Linked DNA regions of Mus musculus: regions 2 and 3 are each linked to region 1. A link is a contact called in public Hi-C data. All regions are on one chromosome and are shown on one strand. The core of a region is the stretch at or near the end of the contact, and the rest is flanking DNA. Distances in the headings are between cores, read along the strand shown. Region 1 has its middle 64 kb from the start of Gm46220. Region 2 has its middle 33 kb from the start of Gm31202. Region 3 has its middle 61 kb from the start of Gm22911.

Region 1 (4,034 bases), core at 864-3,363:
TATTTATCACAAAGTGTCTTTATTGCTCCCTCACTTTGGAAGGATTGAGAATTATAGCTCGGTGTTTTCTTCCTTTTATTCTTTTAGACATCACTTTTTACACTTGTAGTGTTTTGCACTTTTTGCAAAATAGAAAGTGAATATTCCTTGGTAATTCAAAGTTATTTTTATGTCCTTTGGTCTCTATCAGAACTTCCCCAATATTTTCTAGTGTATTGTAGTTGTACTATAGTAAGCTCGGGTGACAATTTTGCATCCTTCCTGCTTAGCACTCTCTGAGTGTCCTTGATCTGTTGATATGCATCTGACATTAGTTTAGAAGAATTTCTCAAGCATTGTCAGTCAGGAGAGATGCTCTGTTTTATTCCTGATTTTTTTCCTTTGAAACTCCTTTTGCAAAGGTCATGTCTTTTTAAATCACCTGCAGTTCTTATTTATTATGTTATTGTTTTCCTTTAAAAGTTAGCCTTTGAGTTTTCTACTGTAATGTGTTCCAGTTTGGTTAGGAATTCCTCAGAAACATTTGTTTTTGTTAGGGTGATCTCTAGTGTTTCTTCTTTGTAGTTCTTAGAATGTCCCTATATTTTCCCATTTCTACTTGCATGCCATAAAGTTTATCCACTAGAGCTCAACTTATTAGTCATAGTCTTATATGTGCAGACACAATTCTACCATTGCCATATTCAAAGCAGACTTTCAGGCTCACTCTATTTCATTAATCTTTTTTTTCTACTTCTCATTGATAGGTGGACAACATTAATTGGGTGAAAGGAAGTTTTCGTACTCCTGTAGCTGGGTTATAGTTTTAGTGAGTCTCTCAGTCCTTGGAACCTGAAATTTACAAGCTCACTGCAATATTTCCTTTGCACAGAATAGCTACTGTGGGTTTTACTAGTATGCTTTCTCTCACATGTACATACAGTTTCCTATCTCTTCATAGAAGACAAATGGAGCCACAGTTGAATACTTTCCTTTCACAGGATCCATTATGCTCTGAGAAAATCCAATGTAGTTTGAGCTCCCTTTAAATAGTTTCTCCAAAGAGCAGATCTTTTAAAGCAGAATAGACAATCTCAAGTTTGTCCCTCTTTCTGTTTCATTGGCACAAAAAGAAGTGGTATTTTCTTTGCTAAATCTGTGAAAGTAATACAACTCTGGGAGAAAAACCTAGACATACCGGTGAAGAGGTTGTCTGAAATAAGGAATTTCTTCAAATAGCTTAGCCCATGGACTTGTTCATGGAGTATTACCTTCATTGATGATTGATGTGGCAGAGCCAAACATACTCTGTGACTTTGTCCCTGGGCTGTACAAAAACATGGGGAGCATTCCAGTAAGTCATGCTCCATGGTTTCTATGTAAGCTCCTGCCTCTGTGTTTGTGCCTTGAATTGCCATCTTGGCTCTCCTCCATGGTGGATTGTAGCCTCCAAACCAAAGAAGCTCTTTCCTTGCTCAAATTGGTTTTGGTCAGTGTTTTATCCCAGCATCAGTAGAAATAAACTAATACTTTCATTTCTTGTTACAACCAAAATGACATGTAACCTATTGACATGCTTGAAAACAAACAAAAACAAACAGACAGACAAAAACAACCTTCCCCTACATCCTTAATGTCCTGTGTCTACTCCTGTTGCTATTATAGCTTATTTTGTTGAAACAAGATCTTACTTTGTAGCCCCTCACATCAGATCTAGTCTCAAACTCTTAGATTAAAATGACTCCCTCCCATCCTCTACTCAGCCTTCCAAGATGTTAGAGAAGTCACATATCATGATGCCTAGCCCATTATAATCCTCTTTAACTTTGCTTATATCAGCAAAAAGACTGGAACAGTTTGAAGGAAATGAAGACTCTGATACATTTTATACTTTTCTATTGAAAAGTGATGTATTATGGAATATAACAAGGCTTATGCTTGTAGAGATATTTATATAGCTTGGCTTGTTTTTCCTTATTGACTTTCATGAAATAAAAATAAATGTATTGAATGGAATTGATAGTATTCAAATGACTAAGTATCTGAAGCCTACTATGTTACTCTTACTGGACCTATGTTGATCTGGTGAGTGGAAGGCTGAGTCAGAATTGGACCTTGGGCCTCTCCTCCTTCAATCTGCTGCACCATATGTCCCTAGACATGTTCTCATATCTTTTCATTATTTTGTTGGCAAAAGAGTCTTACCTTTCTGCCATGTCACATGGCAGATACATTTATGCCAACACTGAGCATATCTGAGTATATTCTACTTATGAAAGTACCATCACACAGACTAGGAAATGTGACAGTGGACAATGATTTAATGCTTGATTTAGAAAATAATATCTTGTGGTCTTAGGGTCACAAAAGTATCTTTTATTTTAAATGTCATTTCCAACTATGCTTGTTTCAAATCCTCCTTGCTCTATTTTTAAAATACCATTAGAAATTCTCTGTGTTTTAGCAGTGCCCACCTGGATTGATATTTTCAAGGCTTCCCTCTGCAGACCAAAGTTGGCAAGCATGCTCTATATGAGACAAATGCAAGAGGCACAATGGCATTTATGAAGCTCAGAATATTACAAACACATGATTGCTGATGACAGGCTAGATAAAAACTAGGAATATCTACACATACTTTTTATTCTTCAAAGCTGTAATTTGGGAAGGTGAAGAGCTTCACTTTCACTTTTTTATTTTACTAGGAAGGATTATTTCTCCATGATAAAATTAAATGGGTACATGTCTAAATGCTTAAAATATCAAAGAGTCAATCAACAATGAAAAAGAATGTCTTTTACGATTCAAGATATTAAAATATGTATTCTTCATACATATTCAGAAATATCTTCATAACTGTGTGAAAGAGACATATACCCACATTGCTCAGAAAGTGTTATGTGAAGTAGGAGAAGTGTTATGTGAAGGGGTGGCCAGATGTTGTCAGCCAGTTTTTCTTTTTAATGTTTGCCTGTAAGTCAGCAGCATTGATGAATAAGCAAGAATGATGATCTGTGCAACGTCTTTAGATAATCTTCAAACTGTTTTTAGCTGGTTCAAAGCACTGAAACACTGCCGTCATCTCATGATAACACAGATTTCCAGATTTCTGAAGTCAGCAAAATCTGAAGCTATTTTTGTTTGTTTGTTTCTAAATGTCTTCTTTTTCACTCTTTATATTTAGTGACAGGCCTTAGCTCCTGAGCTCCTGTTCTTCTGTCTCCAGTTCTACTATTGTTATCTCAATAATTATTTCACAAAAGCAATGCTATGCCCTACTAGCAATAAACAATATTCTCTCTGAAATAATCTTACTGTAACAGTACAATCTATTTTTATATATTATTTTCATACAGAATAATTTCAGTGAAATTTTTTTCTCTTAATCAAATGTTCAAGTTCAAGACTATGCTGTTTAGATGTTTTAAAGTGTGATACTCAGCCTGTTTTTAAATTATTACTATTATTATTACTAATATTATAGCTATGCCTAAGTTATATCCATATTCATTTTAATGGGTTGGACACTCTTCAAGTGCCACAAAAGTAGCAACCACCATTAATTCATAAGCATTACAGATGAAGATAATTTACTTTAAATTTTATTTTATTTAAATACTTGACATCATGGCATTATTGCCAGAATAATTATGAAAAAATTAAATAATTCAGAGGACGTCCATTTTCAACACAGTTCTTATGGGTACAAACTTCAGCTGCTGTGATAGAGCACTATAAGTTTTTCAACAACACAGATTTTTGTTATGAGAAGTTGTCTATATTATGAGAAGTTGTCTATATTATGAGAAGTTTTCTATATTATGAGAAGTTGTCTATATTATGAGAAGTTTTCTATATTATGAGAAGTTTTCTAAGGAATACACTTTGCTGTTCCTCTCATCCACACATTACTGTGTTAATAGCAAGTGGATGCATTTCATGGCCATGAATTGATACAATCACTCTCACTGTGAATGATTGGTCAATGTATAATGGTTGTACAATCAATTCACAGATAGCACAATGGTTCCATTACCTTCTTGTATTTCAGTGAA
Region 2 (4,034 bases), core at 1,074-3,573, 600 kb before region 1:
GATGGTAACCTCTCTTTGAGTAGTAATTTGGCAGTATTTAGTAAAATTGAATATTTGGAAACTATGATCCACCCACCCTTCTCCTGGTATGCACGAAGAGAGATGTGATGATCTACTACCCCCTCTCCTTGTATGCGCCCCAGAGAAAAATCTGTGATCCAACTACCCCATTTTGTATGTACTCCAGAAAAATGCTAGGCTCCAAGAGCCCCACTTCTGGTATGCACCCAGAGAACTTCTTCCCATCATTGAAAGACCTGTTTATTATCATGAGAAATTTGGTTTATTTTAAAAACATAAAAACATTTTACTAATATGTTTTTATTTTAATCCCAAGTGCGGAGATATGGGGCTGCTTTGGACCGGAGCAGCTGACTTTGCCATGTGCTTTACCAGAGGTGCGGTTTTGCCAGCTACAGTTAGCTTCTGCAGTTGTGTGATGTTTGAAATTCTGGGAACTTTTCAGAGGGTCTATAAATGCTAGGGCCTTGAGATGGGGTTGGGGGTGATTGTTGGTCATTCAGAGGATTTGGATACGGCTTCTTAGTAGTCACATTCAAAGAAGAAACAAAGAAGGAGAGAAATTAGTTTCAGGGATCTTTATCTCTTGATCCCCTCTCTCCTCCTTTCTCTCTTATCTAGTGATGGGGATGAACTGGCGGGTGGGTGAAATAAAGGGCAGGAAAAAGAAGAACCCACAAAGTAGTAAAGACCAATTACAGTTTATACTGCAGTTCTGCTTTTTATGCCAGGATTAGAGAGAACAATATGTGTTCATCAATAGAGGGATGTAAACCATGAGACCTAGGTTCATTCAAGCCATAGTCTTCCAGGAGGCCCTCAATAAAAATCAAATATATCTTCTACCATGCTTGGATTCTGAATTGAGGAATGAGAAAAAGAAAGTTGCTAGGCATTGGTAGACCACACCTTTAATCTCAGCACTCTGAGAGGCAAAGACAGGTGGATCTTTGTGAGTTCAAGGCCAGCCTGGACTACAACTCAAGTTCCAGAATAGCCAGGACTGTTGCACAGAGAAACCCTATGTCAAAAACAAAACAAAACAAACAAACAAACAAAAACCTGCGACCACCACCACCAACCAAACAACCAATCCAAATCTCCAAAACAATGGACTGTCTAAATGTTACCTTCGTTACTGATGGCAGCACTCTGCAGGTGTTTTAGAGAGGAAAAGGGTTAAACTGGAAAATAGAAGGCAGCACATCAATGCTGTGCCCAGTATCCTGGTGGATTTCATACCTGAGCAGGGGGTAGTGGGTGTACTGTCACAGTCAGGGCCCCTGAGAAGGGACAGAGCAGAGTGTGCTTATCAAGAAGTCATACACTCTCTTAGAACCATAATGAAAGACACAGAGGAAAAAAGGCTCTTCAGAGGAAGGTAGTATCTGGTGTGAGATCAAAGTGTCATGTTAGTGAAAAAAATGAGAGAATACAATTTATAGTTTACTATCACATGCAAATCAAAAGCTACACACAGAGCACAATTGAATACTAGGAATTTTTTAAAAAAGATATACACTTAAGAGAATTCATAGGTGGTAGGTTTGAAAGAAAGAAATTACATGCATTGTAAGCTTAGTTGTGTCTATGGAGACGTAGTTTTATTTATTTGTTTAAATAAAAGAGACTTACGCAGATAAAGGGAAACAGGGTGATTTGAAGTGATGTCAGTGGACAACTCCTTTCCTTACTAAGAAAACACCAAGAATGTAGAAACTACAGCACAGCAGTGCTTTAATATATATGACCAGAAACATCAGACAACAAGAAAAAAGACCGCAACAATAGGGTCAAATTTCCAATATGGACAAGATATTTGGGGACTTTCTAATGCCTAGAATCTTTTGACATGGTTCGTTCTCTCTTTATAAAAATCAAAGTTTAACGCGTAGCTTTTGGTCGAGCTGGAGAAGCGAATGGAAATCACACTTATAACCTCGGTGTCCTTTGAACTTCGGGTTATACTTTTCTCTTCCAGGTCCACTTTTTATCTAGCTCTCCGCTCCCATTTCTCACTAGTGATTATGAGATGTTGTGTTAAGTCAGTTCCTTTCCCAGAACTAAAACAGGAAGACAACCGGCTTTTCTATCTGTGTGGAATAAATATCATAAAAGAAATCTAGCAAACTGCACCTCCTTTCGTGGAGCTGGGTTGGGGATCCAGCCAGGGCGGGGCGGGTTAGACATGGCTTAGGAAGGACATGGCTGAGCCCAAGGCTGTCGCGGGTCTGCTAAACTGCACAGAGTGCCACTTGCAAAGTCCCTCTCTGCCCCATGGCGACAGATGGTCTTTCTTCTGCCTGTGTGTGTGAAGGGGGTGGGGAGTGGTCATAACAATAAGCAGCAGTAGCCACTTGACAGCTTCTTGCTGCCAGGAATTTGCATGGGGGTGGGGGCGGGGCGCTTGCTGCCATCTGGAGAACTTCAGCTCACTGAGGAAGAACCGGTGTCTCCGCCTGTATGCGCCCTAGTGGGTGTTGGGATCTGGGATCTGGACTCCCGGGGAAAGCAGAGAGCAAGAAGCAAATCCCCAGTGAGGCTTCTGCTGCTCTGGGGAAGAGAGACTGGACCTGCACGCTGGGCTGGCTGGGCGGAGGTTATGCCCACAGGTCTGGCACTTCAGAATGATTCAGGTCAGCCACGGTGTCGCCTTTGGAACATGGGTTTGTTTACCCACCAGTAGTTGGTGGGGGACATGTGGACTGGAAAAGAGGAAACCCAAACCTGTACCCCTTTCCCATGACCTCCGGAGGAAAGTTCAGTGAGGCAAAAGGCTGACCATACACCCCAGGGACGCTTTTCTCAGACCACAGTGCTGTGCATTATAAACACATGTGCAACTCATTTAATTAAACACATAACAGCTGCTGAGATGTTTGTGCGTTTAAAAAGCAAAATGTATTTTCAGTGCATTTTAAAAAATAAGTTTTTTTATTCGAAATACCAATTGAAACCATGTGGTCTCCTTTTTACTAAAAAAATAAAAATTTCTCCAAAATATGTTCAGTGGATATTTAAGATTTACTGGGATAAAAAAGGCAGCTTTAACAAAATATTATTGTGTTGGGGAATGTATTCTATAGCTAAAAAGAATTAACATAAAAAAGAATTAATATTATCAGCCCATGGGTTGTAGTTAATAGATAATCCCAAAGCTTTATAAGCTCTCGAATCTTCCAGAATCTCCAGCACCAAAAACAAATAAAAAAAAAAATACAAAAACCAAAATAACAACAAAACAAACAAGCAAGCAAAATACAATAAAGTTCCACATGGGAGAATAAAAAGACATGATCGGATATGTGTTAATTATGGGCTAATGAAATAAATGAGAGTAAATCTCTGTTTTCTGTGCTGGGATTTTCAGGGTGGAAACCATAATATTTCTTTTATTACCCCAGCGGCTAACCCAATTCCACTACGAAGGAGGAGCCTGTTTTTCAGCCTGAGTAGTGACAATGAACACAGGTTAATACTGACAAACCTAACACTAAGCCCACAGAAGTACTTGCAAGTGGCATCTGGAATCTAAGAGGTAAACCATCATGGTGAGACCAGCAAGTTCTCAGTAGCTGCCACTTCTGGTCCTCATCCAGCTAACCTGAATGTATGTGTGCCCCAATCTCTGAAACAATAAATTCTCTGAGTTTAGGATACTAACAGGTGAGCTTTTGGGTCCCATAAAGATGGCAGACATGAGTCCAGAATTTTTAAGTATTCAATCAAGGCAGCTTTCTAACTCGCTGAAAGCTATGTCTACACAGTGTGCAAATGCTAAGGCACACGTGTTTATAGGTACACTGCATTATTTCAGAGAATGTGAACTCTTTGCTCTGTGGTGGCTCAAGTTTGAAATTTATACTTCTTTAAAAACTTTTTTTTGGGGGGGTCTATGAAGTCTTAGCTATCCTGGAACTTGTATGTTAACCAGGCTGACCTCAGACTCATAGAGATCTGCCTGTCTTGGAGTCTAGAAAGCGAAGATTAAAGGAATATGCCACCATAGCCCA
Region 3 (4,034 bases), core at 443-2,942, 560 kb after region 1:
AGGGTCATTTGGAATTGGAGGCCAATGTAACAGTTCTTGCTGATGGATTTCTACACAGTTACTGGCGACTAACAGTCTATGGTAAATAGAATCTAGGGAAACACAAACCTGGGTCTGTCTGCCAATTCATTATAAGAGGTGTGTGGCCTGAACCTCTGACCTTTGTGGTGAAGGTCCCCTCTTTGTCCCGTTTTCTCTGTAGCACTATGGTGGCCACTGGCTTTGCTTTCTTTCTCCCATCCTGTCCCAACTCACCCCTGCTCCAACATCAAATCATACTTATTTTGTTTTCCACATCTGGTCTTTGCTCAGTTGATAATACTTCCTGGCAGGATGAACCATGGAAGGAAAATAAACACCATGTGTTGCTGGGACTACAAGTGATGCTCTCTTTCTCTGATGTCCCAAAGCTTGTTTCTCTTACAGAGCTGCCCCTAAGAGCACCATGAAAACACCGCCATGATGAGTTTGCTAAAGTTGCATACACAAGCACATAGGTAAACCAAATAATGTAACACATTAAAGTCAAGACTCAAGATGAAGGGAAATGTTCGGTCGATGAGTATCTGCTAGGAAAAACCAAACTTAACACCAAGGAGAGCAAACCCAATGTTTTCTGAATTCCTTGCTGCCTTTGAGTGTCAGAAGCTGGAGGATTGCAGTTTAGTGATCCCTCATGTCTGCAAACTCAGTTATCAGCTAAATTGGGTAAACATTATACCAACATACAAATATGTACATGTGTACATGTGCCGTGTGCTCAGTTCATAACACTTTGAGGAGCTTAATCATAAAATCTGAAAAATTCCTATTTATGATCTTCCTAAAAGAATTAACAAAAGTTCTTCTGGGTATTTAAACATATGTGTAAGGTTGGTTTTAATTTTACAATGTATCCTTTTACTTTAAGCAAACAAATAGTAGTAGTAGTAGTAGTAGTCGTAGTAGTAGTAGTAGTAGTAGTAGTAGTAGTAGTAGTAGTAGTAGTAGTAGTAGTAAATGATTGGCCTCATGGAGGTTATACTGATTTTTTTAAAGTTTATAATATAATTGTTAGGCTAGACAATACCATTCCTTTTCTGTATCTCCTCTCAAAACTCTAGAAATGAGTTCACAGTTGTGAATGTGGAAAAAAATTGTGTACTGCTTCCACAAGTGCTAACTGTGAGCTGGGAGAAAATTAGTCCATTTGCAGGCATTGGAAAACCAGGGAATCATTCCATTGTCAAGACAAGAACCAGCAGCTGCTTTGGATTCCATGTATTTCAAGGACAAATCATTCATTGACTCCTTTGACACCCAAAGTATGCCAATAATTCAATGTATTAGTTGGATGCAAATTTCATACAATAAGGTATGGAAAGCAAACTGTAATTGGGAGTGCTTGTGTGAATGGAGCTCTGTCCTTTGACAGAGCCCATTGTTGAACAGCAGCCTGAACCCCCGACCCTTTACTTTGCAAGGATACAATAGCCTTTGATATGAGGTGGTGGGAAAAAGACTTAGACACTCATTTCACATTCAGTTGCAATTCATCAGTTTGGCGGGGACTTTTAGCAGCTTTAATGACCACAGCAATTGATGGTTAAATCAATTTGTGCCGGTGACAGCATGGCTGGCCTCTAGACTGTAACAATCCAGGATTGCGCCAGGCAGAAAAGACTCTGTTATTCAGATGTGCGCGGTTCCTACTCTGCTCAGAGAGAGAACAATGAGAGAGTCTCTGGCTCAGGCAAGCTGGAAAACGTTCACATTCACTCCACTGCCTGCGCAATGTTGTGGCTTCTCTGTAAGGAGGTGCAGCGCATTTCATTCCCGTAAGTATTGTTGCGAGTAAAAATATACAGACGACAAAGATTTCTAACGTTTAACTATATCCTGAGAGATAGTAACAAACCAGAAAGAATTTAACCTTTGATTCCTTGATCGAACTGGGTGGTCCTACTCCTGCCACCACTGCGCACCCCTCCTCCACTTCCCCTCAAAAAAATTAGAAAAGGGAAAGAGAAAAGCAGCAGCAGAGATTACGATAGAGGAGGCTTATGTTTAGGAGGGAAAGGTGAGAAAACAACCCCACAGTATTTTGTGTAAAAAAGGAGGGAATATTGCTCCCTCTTCTGTTGATCAGAGGTATTTTTTTCCTAGTAATGATTTAAAAATACATGTTTACTGTGAAAATATGTAAATGTCAGCATAGTTCACTGAGTTGAACTGACCTGTTCAAGTTTCTTAAAATAAAAAGGCAAAGTAAGTATTTTTTTTTTAAGCTAAACCTACGTTTAACATTTAGGAATTCTGCAGGCATAACTGGCAATTTTTAAATGGGGAGAAGGATAAAATATCATCACAACAACATTAATTTTGGTTTAGTTTCATCAGTGAATTGCGTCATTAAATATAGGAATCAAGAATTAAACCATAAGCAAGACTTTTAAATTCTACAGAAAATGTGCAGCCTAAAACATACCTGTAAGATTAAGCAATGTGAAGCCAACATATTATTTGTATATCTGAATACTAATTAATGTCTGGCATAACGTAAGATACACAGATGACTGTAACAAACATGCAACTAAAGCTAATTAAAGGAAAGTTTCTTGTTTTTAAACATGTGTTAATGCTGCATTTATTAAACAAAATTTTTTAAGTAAAAAAAAAATAGTATACAAAAAGTATTAAATTCTACTCTGGACTGGATAAAATTGACTGTAAGGGTGGACTCTGACCCTGAGTTGCCTTTTATGTCCTATTAAGAATTAGACCAAATGATACAATTTTATTTTAGAGCTATGGTGGAGAAAAAAGAAAAGAAACCATGTCCAGAATATAAGCAGATCCATGGGAAATGGATGGCCCCGACTCGAAGCTATGGTGTTGTGGGAAAAAATGTAAACAAGGTTTTCGAACAGATTTGTCTAAACATTGAAAGAATATTGAGTCTGTACAGAGGAGGTCTTGGCACTGAGTCCAGAGCTGTGCTTGGTAACTGGGGAGGGTAGAGAAAAGGAGGAGAGTTTCCATGGCAACACTGGTGCTGAGCATAAATGGAACAGGCATGCATCTTCCCAAGGGAGGACTGGAGGGTGGAAAGTGGAAACGAGGGGTAAGGGCGGTAGGGCCCCCATGAAGATACTTTATGCTGAATAAGTGTTTTGTGTAACTGTGTGGCATGCTGGACATCACTGTGTGCATTCTGAGAGATATGAGACCTCTTAAAAACACTGCTGCCATGATCCAAGACAGTTCTAGGTGGAAATAAATGTTGTCTTACCATTTCTAGAGTGAACACAAATACACTGAACCCATCTTGCTTCTGATTTTGTTATGTCCCTTCAAAGTAGAATGAGAGGTGACATGAGTAAAGCTTTTTACAGATTATTTTTCTTTATTCTTGAGAGTCGTATGGAAATAACCCTATTTCCTTCTCTTAGCTGCAAAGGCAGGAAGATATGATTTCTCATTATTTTGAATGTGAAACTATGATTCACAACTTTGACACTGTTTCACCTTTCACAAGAAAGCATCCTCGTTCAAGGAACAAGATAAAATGAAAGTGAACATCATTTACCTGACTAGATTATCATTATTAATAATTTTATCTCATTGTAAATGCTTCAGTGTCAAGATTAAATTAGGATGGCATCAAGAAGAGGTGATAAGTTGCAGGCTAAACGCTATGGCATACTATGAAGTCAGCTTATGACCATACTTTCATTAGAAGTGAGATTGTGGCACCAACTTGCAGAGAGCACAATGCCACAGTACCATACAGGCTTTAATGTGTGTGAGCTACATTTGTGCCCAACACATTAAAAGCTCTGAGCTGTGACGTATGATATTTATGTCTATGAACTTTGTGAGAATGGTAGTCTCCATAAGAGAGCCTATGTACATATATCAGATGCTCAAGGCAGGTTTATTAACTTCCCAGAGAATCAGATAGATCATCTTCTGATCAAAACTATGAGAGCACATAAATGCACCAAAGTGGACATTTATTTACTATCATCAATATAGTATCCAACATGCATAGT

What was found. A called contact is a pair of places that touch in the nucleus more often than the background predicts.
Region 2: a Hi-C map of cerebellar granule neurons shows a contact between it and region 1, with 1.7 times the contacts expected there. The contact joins two enhancer-like sites. A contact is called at or near these places in 3 of 484 Hi-C or Micro-C datasets (cerebellar granule neurons and cerebellum).
Region 3: a contact with region 1 is called in a Hi-C map of cerebellar granule neurons, with 2.1 times the contacts expected there. The contact joins two enhancer-like sites. A contact is called at or near these places in 1 of 15 datasets of contacts at CTCF or cohesin (the NIH/3T3 cell line), 3 of 484 Hi-C or Micro-C datasets (cerebellar granule neurons and cerebellum), 5 of 115 datasets of contacts at active chromatin or transcription factors (astrocytes, differentiating embryonic stem cells, embryonic midbrain and 2 more) and 1 of 9 other capture datasets (embryonic trunk).

What each region holds. Positions count from the first base shown.
Region 1 is chr10:37,993,753-37,997,786 of GRCm38.p6, forward strand. No RefSeq gene overlaps it. Among named protein-coding and RNA genes, the nearest start is that of Gm46220, 64 kb to the right of the region's middle. Within about 2 kb of position 2,114, at least 1 of the 459 cell types and tissues checked has an H3K27ac peak or open chromatin away from gene starts, as enhancers often do. A contact at or near this core is called in cerebellar granule neurons, where this site is marked.
Region 2 is chr10:37,395,113-37,399,146 of GRCm38.p6, forward strand. No RefSeq gene overlaps it. Among named protein-coding and RNA genes, the nearest start is that of Gm31202, 33 kb to the left of the region's middle. Within about 2 kb of position 2,324, at least 136 of the 459 cell types and tissues checked have an H3K27ac peak or open chromatin away from gene starts, as enhancers often do. A contact at or near this core is called in cerebellar granule neurons, where this site is marked.
Region 3 is chr10:38,552,274-38,556,307 of GRCm38.p6, forward strand. No RefSeq gene overlaps it. Among named protein-coding and RNA genes, the nearest start is that of Gm22911, 61 kb to the right of the region's middle. Within about 2 kb of position 1,693, at least 127 of the 459 cell types and tissues checked have an H3K27ac peak or open chromatin away from gene starts, as enhancers often do. A contact at or near this core is called in cerebellar granule neurons, where this site is marked.